Regions from separate parts of the Mus musculus genome. Here region 1 is linked to region 2. Evidence: chromatin contacts called from public HiChIP or PLAC-seq data. All regions are on one chromosome and are shown on one strand. Each heading gives the region's core, a stretch centred on a gene start, on an enhancer-like site or on the middle of the called end of the contact. The rest is flanking DNA. Distances are from core to core; before and after follow the strand shown. Region 1 overlaps Gm15322 (a long non-coding RNA gene). Region 2 overlaps Gm41060 (a long non-coding RNA gene).

Region 1 (6,922 bases), core at 1,585-4,084, 170 kb after region 2:
TGGACACATGGATGCGTGGAAACTCTGAATTCCAGGGGCTTTGATGACAAGATCTGTGGCAGTGCCCCAGGGGTTGCCGTCCCTGTTGGCTCAGCTAAGCGGAGCCCAGCTTGGACGGACCTCCAGGGTCTGTCGCCTGGCTTGGCTCAACCTTCCTGCCTCTGGTAGCTACATCTCAAAGTCCACTGTTGCTGGGCCAGAACTGAGACTCACAACTCCCTCCTCAGCCTGGATGAGAAGCGGGCTGCCAACAGTGACTATCTCAGGGGTCTTGGTGCTTGTCTTTACCTAGCAACTCTGCTAAGCGTATACACCTAGGCTCTCCCTGGGCAAGAGCCCTGCCTCTGGCAGACACAGGTTCAGAACTCAGTCTCCACCCCCACGACTTTCTTACATGCCTTTTTCTCACTGCTACTGCAACCAAGACATCACAGATGCAGCAAGCCCCACCCCGGGACCTTGCATGCGCCTAGCCTATTTCTCTGCCTGGGTTGTTTTTCCTCTGTGTCTTTTCCTTTTGTTCTTCAGTCTCCTCAGCTGTCGGTCCCATTTGTGAGGATTTTCCTGACTGGATGTGAAAAATGCCATTCCCATTCCCAATCTCCACCATTTTCTAGCACCCTGCTTAATTGTTTCTTCATGTCTTACATGATGATGATACACACACACACACACACACACACACACACACACGGACATACACAATGATATCAAAATATCAGCCTCAGAAGCCAGGGAATTCGGTTTCTTCTTGAAGCCGCAGTGTCTAAAATTTCTTGTCCTATATAACAGTGAGCACTTAGCAGATGTAAGTTGCATACGTGACTGACTCACCAGAATGGGAGAAAAGATGTATGCACATATACTTAAATATGCATTAAGGGTATATTTTCATATATTTGGTCATCTTTACACCTGGCTGTCTCTTTGAGCACTTTTGGTCTGTTTCTGGCAGGAGCCTTTTCTGTGGTGTTTCTAGACAGCCACACCCCTGCAGCACTAGTCCTATCCAGTGGACATGGTAGAACTCTCTTGGGGCATTGACTTGGATACAAGGGTTGGTATGGGGGACTCTGGAGGCTTTTTTTTGAGGGAGCCTGTTATTAACATCTTGCCCTTCCTGAGGGCTGTGTTTATATTTATTGAGTGTGGGTGACAGAGGCAGGGTGTGTGGTAGAAACAGCCGCTCTTGAGATGGGAAACGGACAGGAAGTAATTGGAATCATTATTATCTGTGGGTCTGGTGTTCCTAGCTGCCCACTGAGCGGCAAGAGAGAGGCGCCCTGGGAAGGGAAGCACTTTCAGTCATGACACACTCACGTGGCCTGGCAGCTTCCTGCCAGATGGTAGTTGTCCCCGGTGACACTCTGCATTTTTCTTTAAAACACACTGTAGAGATAAGAGTTGCTTTTGACGAATGTGAGAAAACTATGCATTGGGGGAAACATGGAGAGGCTGCCAGCAGCCAGAAAGCTGCAGTGTGAAATCTCCTTAGAGAACCCCTTGCGAGTCGGCTGGCCACACAGGCCGCATGTGGATCCCTCCCACACCCTCCAGAACACCTGACAGGACCAGGGTCTCTGTGCAATGAGAAGAGACGCTCCCACCCAATTAGAAAGAGACTGCTCAAAGGAAAGAAAAGGTTTGCACAGCTAACACAACACAGGGCGTGCCAAAATCATCCCGCCCTAATTCTCCTGTCAGCAGAGTCACTTTCCTAAAGAGTCAGTGACTCGTGACTCGCTCACTATATGCCACATCCCCCACCCCACCTCACTGTGCACTTCCACCCCACTCAGGACCTCTGCCCACAGAGCTTGTTTTTTTTTTTTTTTTTTTGTATTACTCAGGAAGGGTATTCCCCAAGGATGACATCTCAGAAATCCCATCCAGAGCACAATGACCTGTACTCTGCGATGGCCACAAATGTCATATTGCTGATCTCGCTTCGTACAACACACACGGCAGCTGCTGGCCCTTAAAGGAGGAGTCAGCGGGGGCTCTGAGACCCCCATGTCCGAAGCTGATTTAAGAGCAGGGAAAGAAACGAATTCCATCTGATGTCTTTACCCCAGAGATTGTTCAACATCCTTCCTAGGGCAGGAAGAGCAGGTGACTGGGACATTGGATGCTTGGCAAGCTGGTGGCCTTCCTGCTCTGGCATGCTCTGCTGGGATTTTCATGTACAGAGAATGACCTTTGCAAACACACAACGAGCTTTGCAGAGATGGCCAAACCCTGGCCACCCTCAGCAAGCTCAACTCCGAAAGAGCTCCTTTTGCTTTTTCCGACAGAACTGAACAACCAGGAAGAAAGGCTTAAAAACAAAACAACAACAACACAAAAAACCAAAACAGTCACCAAAGATCTTGGTCCAGTTTTAGAGCTCTCTCCCTGACCCAGAGAAGAAATCGGGAACAAATAGTGAGAGGATATCAGATGGCATGCAGCTTGCATGCCTAATAGGTGTCCTGGTGGAGATGCTGCAGGGCAGGGACCCTCTGGGCTCCCTGGCCTGACACATTACATGAAGACTCAGAGATTTGGAGATGAGAGACGAGAAAGAGCAAGTTGCTTGGGCCATTGTATGCAGTAAAAACTCTCTACCCCTCGAAGTTCTTTTGACCACACCCACTGAACTCTGATGTTCAGAGGTCATCTTCTATCTTGTCTCCCTCTTTGAAGGAAACCTGTGTCTTCAAGCAGCTCTAGGCATAGGTTGTCTCTAATGAATATAGTACAAGGGAAGACTGGGGCTTAGACAGACATGGTCTGATTCCTCTGACTGTCACTCAAACCCGACAATGGCTCCCCATCTAAAAGTTTCAGTTCCTTGATGTTGAAGAGGTGTGTGGGGGAGGGTGTTTTATACGACACAGGATGATAATGCTTCCCCTTCAGAGTCATAGACCAGTTAACAAAAACCCAGTGCTAAACATGGTAAGCTTCACTTCCAGTTGTTGGTCAGAGACATCCAAACAGTATAGACTGTTGTTGTTGTTGTCGTCATCTTTGGTGCCTCCTAGAACCTGAAGGTAAGACCCATGGTTGAAGACACTGCATGTTCAGACCCCAGGCTTGGAGTGATCAAGATGGAACCAATCTGAAAGCCTTCTCCCTGAGAACTAGCTCCCATAGTGTCCAAGGGTGCTATGCAAGCTACCAGGGAAGACCAGCAATGACCAGCCCAAGGAGAACCCCAATAGTGCAATGGTGGCACTCGTTGCTCAGGGGTAACCAACAGCTCTCTCACTGGGCTTAGGCCTGCTTAACAGGATGGAACTCACACGTGGTACAGTCAGCTTAGCCAAATATGCATAGCTAGAGAGGTCACTGGCCCCAGAGGAGAACCTGCTACCCCTATTTTTTGAAAACCAACATTATTTCTTAGTTGGGGTTTCTATTGCTGTGTCCATGACAACTCTTATAAGGAAAACATTTCATTGGAGCTGGCTTGTAGATCACAAGTTTAGTCCATTATCTTCATGGCAGGCAGCATGGTGGTATGCAGACAGACATGGTGCCGGAGTTCCACATCTGGATCTGTAGGCAGCAGGAAGAAAATGAGACACGCTGGGCTTGAGCATCTCAGATCTCAACGCTCACCTTCAATGACACACTGCCTCCAACAAGACCACATCTACTCCCACAAGGCCTCACCTCCCAAAAGTGCTACTGTCTATGAGCCTATGGGGACTATGTTCATTCAAACTACCACAATTCCTAACTGTTTTAAGTACATCTGCTGGTATACACACGCAAGTATAGCTCCCAGGCCTCATCAAATAAGCTTCTCCTTTGCAAGAGATGGAAACTATTATGGAGATCTACAACTGGTCCAAATACGGGGAATAAGCTACCACGGGGTACCTGCTCTAGTTGCTACATTTACTATGCAACCTCTGTACCTAAGGTGGAACTGTACATTGCGGAAGAGGGGACGGAGCAATTGTAAGAGTCAGCAGGCAGATTATCTGCCACTAGATAACAGCTTCTAGACATGACAGGGAAGCTACAGCTCTGGTTGCCTAAGCAAGAGCTTCACGGATCTTGAAGCCCCAATAGTAACTGGAGAAAAACGCTTGGGAAATTATATCCTTGGTGCACAGCTGGCTGCATCTGATGCAGAAGATTAGGTGAGTGTGAAGCTGCAGCAGATGGTCCAGTGATCCAGGGCTCGGGACTCTTTCATTTCCTTCCCATCTCCTAAAGGCTCTAAAGGCGAGTCATTTGCTGAGGCTAACACTGGTAACGTTTCGCTTTTGTAACTAGGGAAGACCTGCATCACAGACCCACTGATTTTATTTTGCTCTTGTAGTTTCAGTATTAAGAACATTAGTGAAGGAAGTCTTCCGCCCCCTTTATGACTCGAATGAGAACCTGCAGAAAAATGTAATCCTGATTACAGTTTCCCACACTTCGTTCTTCTTGAGCAAATGGTTTGTTTCCGAGAAATGAGGTTGCGTCTGTGACTTTTATTCCATAGTGACTTTGTATTTTGTTAACTCAGCCTTACCTGTCTGGGTGGAGCAAATTTTCTTGTTTACATTCCCATTTCAATGTACTTTTCTTTCCCTATTAGTTAAAGCACTTTTAAATGTCAACAATTTCTAAAAATACGTTTATAGTCAGAATTCAAAAGGCTTTTAGGCTTGCCTATACACTATCTAACTCACATCCCTGGGGATAGCTGGTGTCAGTGTCTTGAGTCTCTCTCTAGAGATGTTCTCTGAAAATGTAAATATCTGTGTACGTATGTGAGTTCCATTTAGGCATGGCAGCGTGCAATGCAGGCTTGTAAGACGTTTGCGGCCACTCTGAAGTTGTGGGATATACGTGGAAAGTATTCCCATTTCTACTCTTTGATAACTCTTAAAACTAAATCTCTTTACCTTGAATGAGTTATCTGGTAAAGAGTTTAGCTGCTCTTGTCAGTTTTCCTAATAAAAGGCTGAAGTAATATAGAATCAAACATGTCTGTCCTTTCTCCTGGCCTTGGTGGTTCCCAGTGCCTGTCTCAGAAGCACCCTGGGCTACCTCACCCTCCTGTCCTGGTCCTTCAGATCTCCCAGATGCTCACATGGGCTTTCTTAACTTCTTCCATGCTGTGAGGGGAGAGAGGATGGGCTTTCTTGTACCTTCAGCTTTCTACCCTTGGGTACCAGAGTCTCTTTATCTACAGATGAGGAGATCTAGGAGCTTCTGGATTCCCTTCTCCTCCTCCTCTTCCTTCCGTAGCTCGTGACAGGAAGAGGACAGAGCCCACACGTAGGGGCCAGGCCCAGGCCCAGGCTGGAACTCTGCCTAAAATCCCTTGCTTGCTTGTTTCTTCTGCTTGGGCCTCATTCCCTTGCCCTCATAGCAAATTCTCTGAGCACATTTACCGAATGTTACAGAATCACCACAAATAAATCCTCATTTCAGGGTCTACCTCTCAGAAACCAAATAGGACAGCAGATATTCCAATCCTGGCCCTCTGGAGGGAAGCTGCTAAGAAGGGTGACTCAGCTCTCATCTCTGCTCTCCTGCCTGGGTCTGGAGAGTTGCAAAGCCAGGGCCATCTTACCACCCCACCTCCCTTCTCCTTACCTAAAGGTTTTATTAATGCGTCATATATACAGGACCAGCATTTCTGATATTTACATTCTAATGGCTAAACAACACCCACATTGTTCTAGGGATTTCCCCTCCATGGATTGGGTGAGACTTTCCAAACCCAGCAGTTCCTTACCTGGGACCTTCCTAGTGACCTTGCCATCAGTCACCTTGTATAAGAAGTGGTGGCTGAGCTCTTGCATGTTTGGAAATGCTTCCATGCTTCCATATGTCTATAGGTTGTTTACTTATACAGGCATTGTTGACAATGCTTTATCATTTTATACAGGATCTTCTTCTTCTTCTTCTTCTTCTTCTTCTTCTTCTTCTTCTTCTTCTTCTTCTTCTTCTTCTTCTTCTTCTTCTTCTTCTTCTTCTTCTTCTTCTCCTCCTCCTCCTCCTCCTTCTCCTTCTCCTCCTCCTCCTCTTTCTCCTCCTCCTCCCCCTCCCCTCCCCTCCTCCTACTCCTTCTTCTTCTCTTCCTCCTCCTCTTTCTCCTCCTTCTCCTCCTCCTCCTTCTCCTCCTCCTTCTTCTCCTCCTCCTCTTTATACTTTCTATAACTGACTTGAGATTATATATATATATATATATATATATATATATATATATATATATATATGTATGTGATCTTAAAAGTGCTGCGTTTAGCAACAAGATGTAGCTTTAAACTTGTAGATGTAAATGACTCCTACATTTTGCCTAGAAAACTTGACTTTGATTCCTAACTAATCATTTGTGTATGAGTGTGTACGTGTGTTTGTGTTAGAGATGTATATCAGGTTCTTCTTCAACTGCCTTCAACCTTAAGTTCTGAACCAGGGTCTCTCACTGAGCCCAGGGCTCATGGATTTGGCTAGACTGACTGATTGGCCACAAGTCCCAGGGATCTTCTGTCTCCGCCTCTCTAGTTCCCGGATCACAGGGGCACAGCACAGTACCTGGCCTTCTCATGGGTTCTGGGGATTGAACTTGAGTCCTCATGCTTGCCCAGCCAGCACTTTAGCTACGGAGCCACCTTCCCAGCCTCATATGCCTGACAGATCATTTTTATTTGCTGAAATGTCACCTTCTTGGTTAGTGGCTGATAGCTGCCCCAGAAGAGTCTGGTTTGGCCCAGCTCTGTAGGGGTTGCCTGGCCCTCTAACCAGGACTGACAATTCCTGGGAGTTACCCACAGTAACAGCACCAAGAACCTTTGAACTGTAACATCTGCTGCTCTGTTATGTGTGTTTCCCTCTTTGGGGGACCGTCAGTTTCCATATTTCATTCTTTAGTCTCTTCTATATTTGTCATTTTCTTCTCTACATCTTTTTGGGTTGCTTTGTT
Region 2 (6,822 bases), core at 2,710-5,209:
ACACATACACACAGACACAGACATACACACAGACACACACACAGACACACACACAGACACACACACAGACACATACACACACACACACACACATACATACACACACAGACACACACACACAGACACACACACATACACACACATACATACACACACACAGACACACACATACATACACACACAGACACACACATATGCATCAAACAGTCATGAAAAAGAAAGTTGGAAGACTCACACTTCTTGATATCAAATCCAACTCCTGAGTGACAGTAATCAAGACAGTGTGGTATATAAATACAGCAAATAGATCTGTGGAAGGGACAGAGACTCTAGAAACCAAGCTTCACATTAGAATTAAGTCACTTTTAACAAGGATCCTTTAGAAAATTAAATGGAGAGAGACATTATTTTTTTATAAACGATTCTAGAATAACTGGATAGTAACATGCAAAAAAAAAAAAAAAAAAAAAATGAAGCCAGACCTCTGGCTGCAGCGACAGAAATTGACTCCAGTGGATCAAAGACCTAAGCATAAGAGAAAAAACAAACAACCCCCAGAAGAAGACACAGCAGGGCTACAACTTGATTAGATGTGGTGATGATTTCTTAGATATGACACCAAAAAACACCGGCAATAAAGGAAAAAAATAGTAAGCTGGACTGCACTATAAATCTAAAAGCCTGTGTTTCCAAGGATGCCATCTGGAAAGAAAAGAAACCCCAATAAAGAACTTGTATGTAGAGCACAGAGCGTTCGTATAGTCTAATAATAGAGAAACAGAAGCTCAACTTAAAAATGAGCAAAGGATTAAAATGGACATTTCTCCAAAGACGATATACCTGTGGCCGATGATCGCACGAAAAGGTGACTCACATCATCACTAACCATTAACGTGGTGGTTCTCAGCCTTCCTAACACTGCTACCCTTTAATATAGTTCCTCACATTGTGGTGATCCCCCAACCACAAAAGTGTCATTGCTACTTCATAACTGCAATCTTGCTGCTGTTATGAATCATAATGTAAATATGTGTGTTTTCCGATGGTCTTGGGTGACCCCTGTGAAAGCATCATTTGACCCACGAAAAGGTCACAGCCCACAGCTTAAGAAATACGTCACTAAGGAAATGTAAGTGAGCAGAACTCTATACCTACTATAATACATATATAGTGAACAAAAAACAGCAGAGGGATGTATATGGAATATGTGCCATAGTCATGCAATCTGGTTTTATTCATCCATAAAAAGGAAAGAAATCATATGTTTTTGCAGACAAACACCATTTCAAGTGAATTAAGTCAAACTAAGAAAGAGCAATATTGTTTTTTCTCATTTTTGGATCTTAGATTGTATACAGATAAATACAACCATAAAACACACAGAATAAGTGAAGCTGCTTAGAGAAACAAGGCACTGGCAAGCAAGGGAGGCAACAGAAAAGGGAGAGTAGAGTATTGTGGCAAAGGGGCTTACTTCATGTTATACACTTGTATAAAAATGGCTTTATGGAGCCTAAAATGGTCACAACAAATATACACCAATAAAACAGGTAATAAGAAATGTTTGTGATAGACAAAAAATTGCTGGTCATAAATGTAAAAGCATGGTCTGGGGAGAGGGCTCAGAGGGTAAAGTGCTTGGCACGTCTGTGTGAGGACATGAGTTTGAGTTCCCAGAACCTGTGGAAAGCTGAACATACCCTGATCATGGTCCATCTCTGAGGGCTGAAACTCGAGCTGGAGCACCGGAAGGAACTGAGTAGAGACCAGACAGGAGCCCTCCTTACTGGCTTGCTCTCAGGACTTGCTAGTCTGCTTTTTTTACACTCTCCAGGAGTGCCTGCCTAGGAGCAGCACCGCCCACAGTGGACTGAGTCCTTCCACATCAATTATTAACCAGACTTTTATGGAAGCATTGCCTCAATTGAGATTCCCTCTTCCCAGATGACCCTAGCTTGTGTCAAGTTGATAAAACAAAAAAGAAAAGAAAAGAAAGGGAAGGGAAGGGAAGGGAAGGGAAGGGAAGGGAAGGGAAGGGAAGGGAAGGGAAGGGAAGGGAAGGGAAGGGAAGAGAAGAGAAGAGAAGAGAAGAGAAGAGAAGAGAAGAGAAGAGAAGAGAAGAGAAGAGAAGAGAAGAGAAGAGAAGAGAAGAGAAGAGAAGAGAAGAGAAACAAAACCAATCACAGAAAACCATCACAATGTTCATCCTACTTTCTGAGCAACTAAAAGTTTAGTTTGTGTAATTTTTAAGTGCCTTCAGTTTCCTTACAATTTTATAGATTTTTATTTTTGAGGTAGGGTCTTATGTAGCTGAAGCTGGCCTTCAACTCCTGATCCTTTGTCCCCTTTGACATAAGCCACCATACCTGGCAAACTTTATAGGTATATCATAATGACAGCCAAGACAGGTTTTTAAAAAAATATTTTTTCCTAGTTTTTAAAGAACAATCCCCTCATATTTACTTAATGAGATATACATTTAGCTGGTGACTTTACTTAAACATAATTTTTCTTGTTTTTTCCTTTCCTTTTGTGGGGGCGGCAGAGTCTTCTATGTAACCTACCCAGGCTGTCCTTAGTAACCCAAGTTGCTCTCACAGCTGCAATCGTTATGCTTCAGCCTTCTGAGTTCTATCAAATTGCCTCTGTCTCTTTGTGTCCGTGTCTCTGTCTGTCTGCCTCAGCCTCTGTGTGTGTGTGTGTGTATTTGTGTATGTTTGTATATGTGTGTATGTGAATAGATGTATGTGTGTGTTTATGTGTGTATGTGTGTGTCCATAGATGTATGTGTGTGTGTGTATTTGTGTATGTTTGTGTATGTGTGTATGTGAATAGATGTATGTGTGTGTTTATGTGTGTATGTGTGTGTCCATAGATGTATGTGTGTGTGTGTATTTGTGTATGTTTGTGTATGTGTGTATGTGAATAGATGTGTGTGTGTGTGTGTGTGTGTGTGTGTATCTGCATTTTTATCAGTTGATGGATAACAATCAGAGTTCTTTCGCCTCTGGGTTATTACATTTAACACTGCTGTGAGCATCTATGGTAAGTTTTCCTGTGAAGAGGCGTTGCAACTTCTTGCAGGTGTGTACTTAGAGGAGAAATTGCTGGGTCACACACCGACTCTGTGGTTAATGTTTCTAAACTCTGCCAATAGAATTTCCAAAATGGCCCCAGCATTTTACATCCACAAAGGCAATGTGTGAGAGTTTCAAATGCTGCCCAACATGACTGTTAGTCATTTTGATTACTCTCTTCATGAGTGTGAGATTTTTTTAAATTGTGATATGAGGTTTTTGTTGTTGTTGTTGTTGTTTTGTTTTTTTGAGACAGGGTTTCTCTGTGTAGCTCTGGCTGTCCTGGAACTCACTTTGTAGACCAGGCTGGCCTCAAACTCAGAAATCCACCTGCCTCTGCCTCCTGAGTACTGGGATTAAAGGCATGTGCCACCATGCCCGGCTGAGTTTCTATTTTTCTAATGACTAATGATACCGAGTACTTTTCCATATACCAATGCCATCCGCGTATCTTCTTTGAAGAAGTAGCTCTTGCCACCCCCACCCCCCACCACCCCCGTTCAATGTAGTTCTGCACATTGGTACAGTGAAGCTGTAAAAACGTTCTTCCAGGGTACAATATCCGTGGGCTTCCATCCGTCCTCCAGTGTCATGCTTGAAGTTTTCTTTTGGCTCCAGTATTATGCAGAAATTTGGCCCCCCTTCTTTCTAGCTCCCTGGTGCAATGGACTGCAGCCTTGGTTGTGCAAACATCCCCACATGGCAGTGTCTTGCTGGCCTCTGCTGTGCCCAGGGGCTTCAGGATTTCTTGCCCCTCCTCCCACCCCCTGAGGTGAACCTGATTGCACATTCCTGTGGGGCTCAGCTAGTGGCTTGCATTTAGCTCCTTGGCTGAGAAAAGAGCAGCTCCCCAGAGACTCCCTAGCTCTTCTCTTTCTTTGGGCCCTAGATTTACAGACCAGGCTAACTTGAGTTCACACCTCATTTGCACAGACCACACCTCTTGGTCCCCATGAGAGGATTAAGCTCCACCCCTGGGATTTACACCCTGGTGTCCACCCTGCTCACTCTAATTGTTTTTCCCGTGGCATTCTGAATTTGAAATTCCTTCTTATTTTTTGAAACTAGGTTTTCTTCTCCCTCTTCCTTTCTTTTTTCCTTCCTTCCTCCCTCCCTCCCTCCCTCCCTCCCTCCCTCCCTCCCTCCCTCCCTCCCTCCCTCCCTCCCTCCCTCCCTTCCTTCCTTCCTTCCTTCTCTTTCCTTCCACTCTCCCTCCCTTCCTGTCTTCTTTGCTTTTTCACTTTCTTTTTGAGACAGGGTCTCACTCTGTAGCTCAGACTGGCCCAGGACTTGGGGTTATCCTCCTGCCTCAACTTTCTGTGTGCTGAGATTACAGTTGTGCATCATCATGGCTGGGTTAGCATTGTTTTATCCTATTAAAAAAAATTCCGAGGCTGGGGAGATGGCTCAGCCAGCAAAGTCACTATCACACAAGGATGAGGACCTCAGTCTGCACCCCTCCCCCCCCCCCACAAGCTTCTGAAACCCAGGCATGGTAGCACACACCTGTGGGGTCTGGGGGGCAGGGGACAAAGGCAAGAGAAACTCTGGGACTTGCTGTTCAACCAGCCTGGAGTGTCGATGAGGTCCAGGTTCAGTGAGAGCATTTGTCTTTTAAAATAAGGTGAAGAAACAATTGAGGGAGACATCAGATGCCAACTTGGGTCTCCACACAGGTGCACAGATGCACCTACATACATACTCGCCCCTCCTTTGCACCCCTGTACACACAGAGATGCAAATTCTTGCAACCTTCACCCGAAAAGCCCCTTAATTTTTGAGGGAAAATGATCTGATGATTCTAGAGACTTATAGAGAAGGCAGTAGTTTTCTCATTTTAGCATATATCAGAGTCAACTGAGGACTTCTTGAAAAACAGACTTGTTGGCTCTTCTTAAAGCTTTTGATCTCTAGATGATACAGGGTGAGATCTGAGAACATGTTTCTTTGAGACATTCCAGGGGTGGTACTGTTTATCCCGAGACCATACTTTGAGAACATTTATATAGAACACCACTTCTCAACCCGAGTCACAACCCCTTTGACAAACCTCTATCGCCAAAAATATTTACATTGTGATTCATAACGTTAGCAAAAGTACAGTTATGAAGTAGCAACAAAAAATAATTTTATGGTTGGGGGTCACTATAACATGAGGAACTGTGTTAAAGGGTCACAGCATTAGGGAGGTTGAGGACCACTGATACAGAGAAACCAGTAGATTTTTGGGGTGTTAGGTCCCCCTATTTAGCTAACAAGTCTTTGTTTGCTTTTAACCTTTTTAGCTAGCACATCAAATGGTAGGCTTCATTTCGGCATTTAATATAAAATATGTTGATCTTCATCTTCCTTCCTGGCGTCTACACCCTTCAGGAGTCCCCTGTCTGCTTTGAAGTCACTCATGGAATCCATCCAATATGGTAGCACCTTTTGTAACCTGTCCTCTCAAGAAATTTATTTTGTGCTTAAATCGTTGGCGAGGAAGCTGATGAGGCTATCACTTTGTTCATTGCTAAGGCTTGTGGAGAGCTCTGAAATCTCGTTGGTTTTGGTAACATTTAACTGATACTCGATCATAACGCTGGCAAGCCCTATTGTTCTACTTAGGAGTTACATTTTTTACTTTATCCCTCCAAAAAATAACCATCTCAAAAATAACCATCTCAAATGGTAGTTGGCTGGTCTTTGTGGTATCAATTATAGAATGTGATAGCTCGATAGAAGGGTCAAATGCCAGCATTATCAGAAAACTAGTGGAAGTACTACCTGTATTCAACAAGGAGTTATAACCAACAGAGATGCAGCATGGGCTAGTTAAGTCAAATATTCAGCCATAGATGGGTTATTGCTGGTGATAAGCTAAGCAAATCCTTGTACTCCCAGGACTGACTTTTCCTGGTAAATTCCTTTCCTGAAGGCAGAAGACCATGGAGGCCTGGATTCATTACTGGCTGCTCTCTTGTTCCAGACTGTCCTGAGGAATAAGTATTTAGAAGAGTGTGAGGAACTGCAGAGTCTTAGCCCCACTGTGTCAGAATCGGCTTTTTAACTTACTTGGGTCAATCATGCGAGAGCCCCAGAGTGGCAGGATTCTGTATTTGAAGTTGGGTGAGACAGGTGACCATTTGAGGGGGTCACTCAGCAGCGCTCTTCTGTCTTTCTTCTCTGCTCCTTAGGATGAGTGTCTTAGAGCTGGAGAGATGGTTTAGAGCCGTGGCTCTCACGCTTCCTAATGCTGTGACCCTTTAACACAGTCCCTCCCGTTGTGGTGGCCCCAACCATAAAATGAATTTCCTAACTACTTCAGAACTGTACCTTTGCTGCCATTAAGAATAGATCATAACTTAAATACAATATTTCTGGTGGTTTTAGGTGACCCCTGTGAAAGGGTTGTTTGATCCCCAATGGGGTTGCAACCCACAGGTTGAGAAACACTGACTTAGAGGTCAAGAGCACTGAAGGCTCTTCCAAGGGACCTAGGCTTGATTCCCTTGTGGCAGGTTACAACTGTAACTCCAGTCCTAAGGGTTCCAGGGTTCTCCCCTAGCCTTCATGAACACTGCATGAATATGATACACAGACACACATGCAGACAAGACACCAGTACACGTAAATCAAAAATAAGTGAAAAAGAGAGATGAATATTGGAACACATTTTTCAAGGTTTGGATATCATATCTCAGTACCAAACGACGCCATTCAAAAGGATGGAAACGCCCTGACTCTACTGGTTTGGGCTAAATGT

Evidence for each region. HiChIP or PLAC-seq counts read pairs in DNA pulled down with a chosen protein or histone mark.
Region 1: a contact with region 2 is called in an H3K4me3 HiChIP or PLAC-seq map of the 230-238 cell line, with 10 read pairs. The contact joins two enhancer-like sites. A contact is called at or near these places in 14 of 39 promoter capture datasets (the 3T3-L1 cell line, 3T3-L1-derived adipocytes, the HPC-7 cell line and 9 more), 2 of 15 datasets of contacts at CTCF or cohesin (large pre-B cells and pro-B cells), 16 of 484 Hi-C or Micro-C datasets (B cells, DN3 thymocytes, the G1E-ER4 cell line and 12 more), 15 of 115 datasets of contacts at active chromatin or transcription factors (the 230-238 cell line, CD8 T cells, astrocytes and 12 more) and 2 of 9 other capture datasets (embryonic tail and liver).

What each region holds. Positions count from the first base shown.
Region 1 is chr13:112,001,492-112,008,413 of GRCm38.p6, forward strand. The region is part of intron 1 of Gm15322 (a long non-coding RNA gene); the gene reads left to right. The region is part of intron 1 of Gm15323 (a long non-coding RNA gene); the gene reads left to right. Among named protein-coding and RNA genes, the nearest start is that of Gm15323, 3.9 kb to the left of the region's middle. Within about 2 kb of position 2,835, at least 32 of the 459 cell types and tissues checked have an H3K27ac peak or open chromatin away from gene starts, as enhancers often do. A contact at or near this core is called in the 230-238 cell line and pro-B cells, where this site is marked.
Region 2 is chr13:111,825,837-111,832,658 of GRCm38.p6, forward strand. All of the region lies in intron 1 of Gm41060 (a long non-coding RNA gene), which reads left to right. Among named protein-coding and RNA genes, the nearest start is that of Gm41060, 9.4 kb to the left of the region's middle. Within about 2 kb of position 3,960, at least 14 of the 459 cell types and tissues checked have an H3K27ac peak or open chromatin away from gene starts, as enhancers often do. A contact at or near this core is called in the 230-238 cell line and pro-B cells, where this site is marked.